Linked DNA regions of Pan troglodytes: region 2 is linked to region 1. Evidence: chromatin contacts called from public Hi-C data. All regions are on one chromosome and are shown on one strand. The core of a region is the stretch at or near the end of the contact, and the rest is flanking DNA. Distances in the headings are between cores, read along the strand shown.

Region 1 (2,993 bases), core at 214-2,713:
TTAAATTCGAGGCATTTGCAGCCTTCGCCAAGGCCCCAGCGACTCGGTCGCTGCCCAGAAATTCCGCCGAGGGCCGGCAGTCGCGACAACCCCGTAATGGCCTCAATCGCCCGTAACGTGCTTCGCCGCGGCCCGGGCCTGGCCCAGCTCAGTAACCTCGAGACTCGCGAGCCGCCCCCAGGTCGCCGGAGCAGGAGCTGCGCTCGGGCCACGGAGGACTCAGGCGGCCCTTAGCGGGTCACACGCCCGCAAGCACGATATTTGAAAGCGTGGTCCGCTGGACAGAGTAAGGCCGAAACCTGGGCGCCTCGGGCCGGACTCCGGAGCCGCAGCTGAATGCTCGGCTCCTGGGCCTCACTCGGTGACCCCCACCGCCCTGAGCCCCGCGAGTGAATGCGAACCGCCCGGCCGTCGGCCCAGAGGCCGCAGTGACGCGGACCCTCGCGCCCCACGCCAATGCAGGCGAGCACACAGCCCGCTCCCAACGCCTCCCCAGGCTGCGGTGCGGGAACCAGGGACAAACGGCGCCAGACCCCGGCCCCGGCGGAGACGCACTTCCCAGGCTCTCAGAGAAAATCAGCCGGCGAGCCGAGGGGACGCGCGGGGGGCGCGCGGGTCCCGGCCGGGCTCAGGGACGTCCCCGCCGGCCGCGCTGCCCTCCCCACCCGGGGCCCGGCTCAGCCTGCGGGGCGGCCAACCGAGCCGGCGACTCCTGAGTCGCCAGCCGCGCCACATTCCCGGCGGCCCCCGCCCGCCGAACCCGAGCCCCGCTCCGCCTGCGCCCCGTCTGGGTCCCGGCGCCCAGGAGTCCCGCGTCCCGCCCGCGCCCGGTTACCATGTAGGACGGGAAGCCGGCGGCGGCGGCGGCGGCGTCGGCCGAGTACTGCAGCGGGCTCCCGAAGCCGGTGGCCGCCTGCGCCGTGAAGGCCGCCGAGCCCGGGTAGGGGCTGAACGCCGAGCCCGACGCCGAGCGCGCCAGCTCCTCGCTGCGCGGAGCCGCCAAAGCCGACGCGCCGTAGGCCGGGCACGAGTAGAGCGCCAGCGAGCCGGGCGCCTGGTACAGGTAGCCCTGCGGGTAGGACATGGTGGGCGCGGGGCGCGGGGCCCGCGTCACGCCGAGCAGCGGGCAGGGCGCGCGGCGCCCTCCATCCACGCCCGGCCGGGGCGCGGCGCGGCGGCGGGCACCCGGACGGCGGGCGGAGGCAGGCCGGCCCGGGTACTAGCCTGGGCGGCCCGCGGGCCGGGGCGGCGGCGGGGTGGCGGTGGCGGCGGCAGCAGCGCGGAGCCGGTGGGCGCAGCCGCGCGCCAGGCCGGCGGTCGGGGTTTGGGGGAGTCTGGAGTCGGGAGTGAGGAGTTGAGGAAGGAGCGCTCGAGTTTCCGAGGGACATTGGAACGCGCAGCTGTCCATCACGCGCTCATCTGCATATTCGGGGGCCCGCCCCTCCCCTGCTCCGCCCGCTGCAGCCTCCTGGCCGCGGCCGGGGGAGGGGCAGAGAGACGGGAGGGAGGCGGGGGAGGGCGGAGGCGACGGAGGCGGGCGGCGGGAGGGACCGGCAGGCTTTTGTGGCGCAGCCGCCTCTCTAGCAGCTCCGGCCCCAGCCCGCGGCTCGCGGACCTGCAGCCCAGCCCGGCCGCGCTGCGTGCCCCGGCGCGCACCCCTCCCACTCCCATCCACTCGGAGCCACGTCCCCTGCCCGGCTCCGGCCGGCTCCCACCGTCCCCGGCCACCGTCTTCGCCCCTGCCCGGCCCCCGCCCCTTCCAGCCACTACCCCGCCCCCACCCCCTTCTCCACCCGCACGGACTAGGCAGAGGCCTCCCGCGGTCAGGCCAGGCCGGGTCCAATTAGGGGACTCACAGCCTGCCCCGCTGTGCACCCCGAGGAGGCCCGGCCCCTGTGTCCAATCCGGAAGTCGCAGGGAAGTGGGGAGGTCAGGATGGTGGCGCCCGCGGCTTGGGTCTTCCTCCGGGCAGTGCGCGCGGCTCTCACTTCCACGGTCCCGGACCTGCTCTGCCTCCTGGCCCGAGGCTCCCCTCGTGGCCTCGCGTCTGGTCGCCTACCCCTCGCGGTCCACTCCGCCCAGCATGGACCTGGATCCGGGGCGCCTTGGTTGCGAAGTGCCAGGAGGGCCCTGAGGTGAGCTTTCTGCCCCCAAATCCGCAGCGCAACCCCCGGGGCCCTGAACGTTAAGACTTTCCACTGTTGGGAATGCCGCCAGGGCTGCAGCTAAGAAGACGCCGTCCCCTAAAGAGTTTTATTTTATTTTGTTTTTCTAAGTTGACTCCTCTTTCAGATTTGTGTTGTCAAAACACTGGGGGGATGATTGTTACCTGACAAACCGCCTCTGGCAGGACCTGAAGCCTCCCAGTCACGTCGAGAACGGGCAGGAGCTCAGGTTGGCGCCGCCGGTGCAGTGGGCATTACAGGTAGCTCAGGTGACGCGCGGCTGGAGTAGGGGGGCGGTTGCCTTGCGGGGCTCAGAAGCGAGGCGGTTGGCGAGAGTTCCTAGGACCCCAGCTTCCTAGAACCCTGTCCCCATCACGCTTCTCCATCCCTTTTCCACTCGGGGATGGCCGAAGAGGGCGTCTGGCTGCCCACTCTGAAGGGTCACCTATGGGGGGCGCTCAGGGGGATGGAAGAGTGTCAGGTCTGTGCTGGCCTATTGGGAGCACCAACCCAGCAGGTGCCTCTATCCTCGGAAGCCGTCTCGGGTGGGTGCGGTGGAGAAGAGAGAGCGCAGTGGCCTGGGGCGGGCCTCAGCTCAGGCCTGCAGCCGACTCCTGCACCCCTGCTGGCCCTGCAGCCTGCGGAGCGGCCTTAGTGATCTCAGGACGCAGGGCATGTTGCGGCCTCCCTGTGGTGCGGCTGCAGCGGCGCGGAGGGAGCGGAGCCCGGGTTGCCAGTCTGGTCCAGGGCGCAAGAGAAACACTCACGGCGTCAGGCTGTCTTTCCCCAGGTGCAAGGGAACCAGTTGCAAACTGCAGTGCTGTGCTT
Region 2 (2,993 bases), core at 127-2,626, 830 kb after region 1:
ACTCTGGCCCGATGGCCGCCTTCATCCCGTAGCCCCAACCCGGCCTAAAGCCGGGAAGACGCCAGAGTGCGCTGCTGAAATTCCCGCGGAGTCCGGTGTGCTGGAGAGCGGCAGCGGGGTGAACTCCCGGCCCCGGCTCTGCGTAGGAGGTGGTTCGCATAGTGGCCCCGGGAGCCGGGACTGGTACCCGGTTCCCCACGGCACCGTCCGGAGCTCTCCAGCCACGAGGCGCGGAAGTGGCCTGCCAGCTCCTTCCCAGGCTCAGGGAGGCGAGGAGGCCCGTGCACTTGGCATCTTCTCCCGGGAGCCGCACGGCCAGGGCCGCGGCGACACGGAGACCATCTCAAGTGCGCCGCGCCTGGCCGCGTCCTGTAGCCGGACGAGGCTGAGGATGGAGAGGGGAGACGCAGGGAGAAGAGGGACGCGGGACTTGGACCCAAGAGGCCGCTCCGTTGCCGGTCTGGCGGCTGCGCCGACTCGGGTTCGCGCGTTCCACACAAGTTTCCTGTCTGCCTCTGCACACCTGGTGGACAAACCGGGCGTCCAGGCCACACCGTCTTCCCCCTTCGCGGGGGCGCGGGGGATGTTTCCCTCCGGCTGCCAGGGGGCTTTCTGGGTGAAGAGAAAGCCCCTCCCCCCGCGTCTCCCCCACCCCTCCCTCCGAGAACCCGCGGCGCCGACTGCGCCTGCTTCCCCCGAGCTGGCGACTTCTCCGCGGGATTTGCCCTCGCTCAAAGTTTGCACAATTGAAAGAGCCCGCAGAGCTCGGCCGCTCCCCGCTTCCCCAAGGGCGGCGAGGCCGGTCATTGGCAGACGATCGGTTACTACCCAGTAGGGGCCCACGGGAACCCGCATCTGGAGTCGGGGGTGTCACGCCACGCGGGTTCAGTGGCTCGCGGAGAGCGTCCGGGTGCACTTCTGCCAAAGATGTCCCCTGGAGGCCCCGGCCGCGCGGGACTCGGGGGAGAAGCCGCTCCCCCCTCGCTGTCACCAGCGTCCAGGCCGCCGGCCCCTTCCCCGCTGCCCAAACAGTAGAAAAGCAGGCGCCAAGTTGTTTTTGTTAAAAAGGGGACACACCTCGGCCGCGAAACTGCAAACCCGGTGTCAGACAGCTGTAAACCCGTGTCGACAGGTTGTCAGACAGCTGCGGGGGCTGGTCGGGAAGGAGCCCACGGCCTCCGGGCCCACACCCCGCCGCCCCGACGCGCGCGCCCACCGCGAGAGTAGCTGGCCGGGCCGGCACGGGGCACCACGTGCTCGCGGGAGGGGCGGGAGCGGCCGGCGAGGGCGGGCGGGAGGCAGGGACGGGGCGGGAGGGGAGCCAGGGGCGGGGCCTGCGCTCAAGGGGATGCCAATCAAAGCATCAACTTCAAATTGTGTCTGAAAGCCCCGCCGCCGAGCGGAGGGCGGCCGCCGCAGTCGGCGCGCGATTGCGGATCCGGGCGCAGCCGGGAGCCGGGCGCCTGCGAGCACCGGGCAGAGGAGCCGCGACCGGCCTCCATCTCCCGGCCCGCCCGAGCGCGCCCGGCCGGCCGCCCGCTCCTCCCTAGACCCCTCGCGGCGCCCCCTGCAACCCCCTCCGGCCGGCCTCCGCCTCCCTCCCCGAGCCTTTAATACTCGCCCGCTGCGGCGGTCGCCGAGTCCGCGGACATGTCCTTCCCGCAGCTGGGATACCCGCAGTACCTGAGCGCCGCGGGGCCGGGCGCCTACGGCGGCGAGCGCCCGGGGGTGCTGGCCGCGGCCGCTGCGGCGGCTGCCGCCGCCTCGTCGGGCCGACCGGGGGCCGCGGAGCTGGGCGGCGGGGCAGGCGCGGCTGCAGTCACCTCGGTGCTGGGCATGTACGCGGCGGCGGGGCCGTACGCGGGCGCGCCCAACTACAGCGCCTTCCTGCCCTACGCCGCGGATCTCAGCCTCTTCTCGCAGATGGTGAGTGCGCCCGGCCTCCCCCGCTTCTCCTCTGTCTCACCCGCGCCAGGGCAAGGGTGGCCGGTCGCCCGGGAGGGAGAGACTACGGGTGGACCTGGTCCGGAAGAGGAACTAGAAAGGTCCGGGGGCAGGTTCCCGGTGGCCCAGGCCGCGGCCCCCGGGGACGCAAGAGGGCTGGAAGGCCGGGCGGGTGACGGCTGGGCCATCTCGGCCTGGGAAAGCGGAAGGCCCGGGCCAGGGAGCGGGTAGCGAGAGAATTCAGAGAGGCCGCAGAAGCAGGCCCGGGGAGCGGTGCCTGCGCTGGAGGTCGGGGGCAAACTCGCCTGGCTCGGCCAGGGCGCCCGGGCAGGCCCACGGGGTTCCTGCAGGTCGGCCCGGCGTAGCGTAGCAGGACTTCCCTTCCTGGCCGCGGGTTCCACTCGCGCGGCCTCTTTAGTTTTCGAACCGAGTCTGGAAAACTTGGTTTTCTCCCTCTTTAGCAGCTCCGAGATAGTTGTATCCGAGTTTGCCAGACAGACCCCTTTTAAGCCTAGTAGAGTCAATCAAAATAATCTTAACAATAGAGGTCCAAAGGGATGGAGAGGTCTCTCCACGGCGTGAGTGCGAATTTGAGATTAAACAAAAATTAAGTTGCAGTAATGTGTTGGTGTCTGAAACGGTGTTTGATTTTACTTTTGTAAGTTGCCAAAGTTTTCATTTCATTTGCACGGAAAGAAAAGCACTTTTCTTCCTTCGTTACATAATGGAGGATTAAAGAAAACAGTGTCCCTTGGTTTAAAACAAATGGTGTCCTCTTAGTCTTCCGTCCCAGTGGGCGTTAGATGTGGGGGCAGGCGGCTGCACACTGAATTCTCCGCGGGGGCATTGGCCTGTCTGCCGGTCCAAATCATCCATTTTCCTTGGTCTGACTGCAAGGTCGGTGCTTAAACTTCGGACGGCTGGTGAATTGTGCGGCGGGCGCGGGGCCCTGGGAGGCAGCCCCCTCCTGGGTCGCTGCCCGCGGGATAAAGCAATTTCCAAGCACCCGCGATATCTCCCCGCTCCCCGAAGGAGAAGCGGGGAGTTAA

What was found. A called contact is a pair of places that touch in the nucleus more often than the background predicts.
Region 2: a Hi-C map of stem cell-derived neural progenitor cells shows a contact between it and region 1, with 9 times the contacts expected there. The contact joins the promoter of IRX1 here to the promoter of IRX2 in region 1. A contact is called at or near these places in 4 of 7 Hi-C or Micro-C datasets (induced pluripotent stem cells, a lymphoblastoid cell line and stem cell-derived neural progenitor cells), 1 of 1 datasets of contacts at active chromatin or transcription factors (stem cell-derived excitatory neurons) and 1 of 1 other capture datasets (stem cell-derived neural stem cells).

What each region holds. Positions count from the first base shown.
Region 1 is chr4:3,425,988-3,428,980 of NHGRI_mPanTro3-v2.0_pri, forward strand. IRX2 (iroquois homeobox 2) reads right to left here and starts at 1,464. Exons shown (of 5, transcript XM_009448773.5): 1 at 836-1,464. The coding sequence starts at 1,084. IRX2-DT (IRX2 divergent transcript) reads left to right here and starts at 1,527. Exons shown (of 3, transcript XM_009448769.5): 1 at 1,527-2,135; 2 at 2,293-2,425. The coding sequence starts at 1,936.
Region 2 is chr4:4,257,557-4,260,549 of NHGRI_mPanTro3-v2.0_pri, forward strand. It overlaps IRX1 (iroquois homeobox 1), which reads left to right and starts at 1,377. Exons shown (of 4, transcript XM_016952920.4): 1 at 1,377-1,926. The coding sequence starts at 1,651.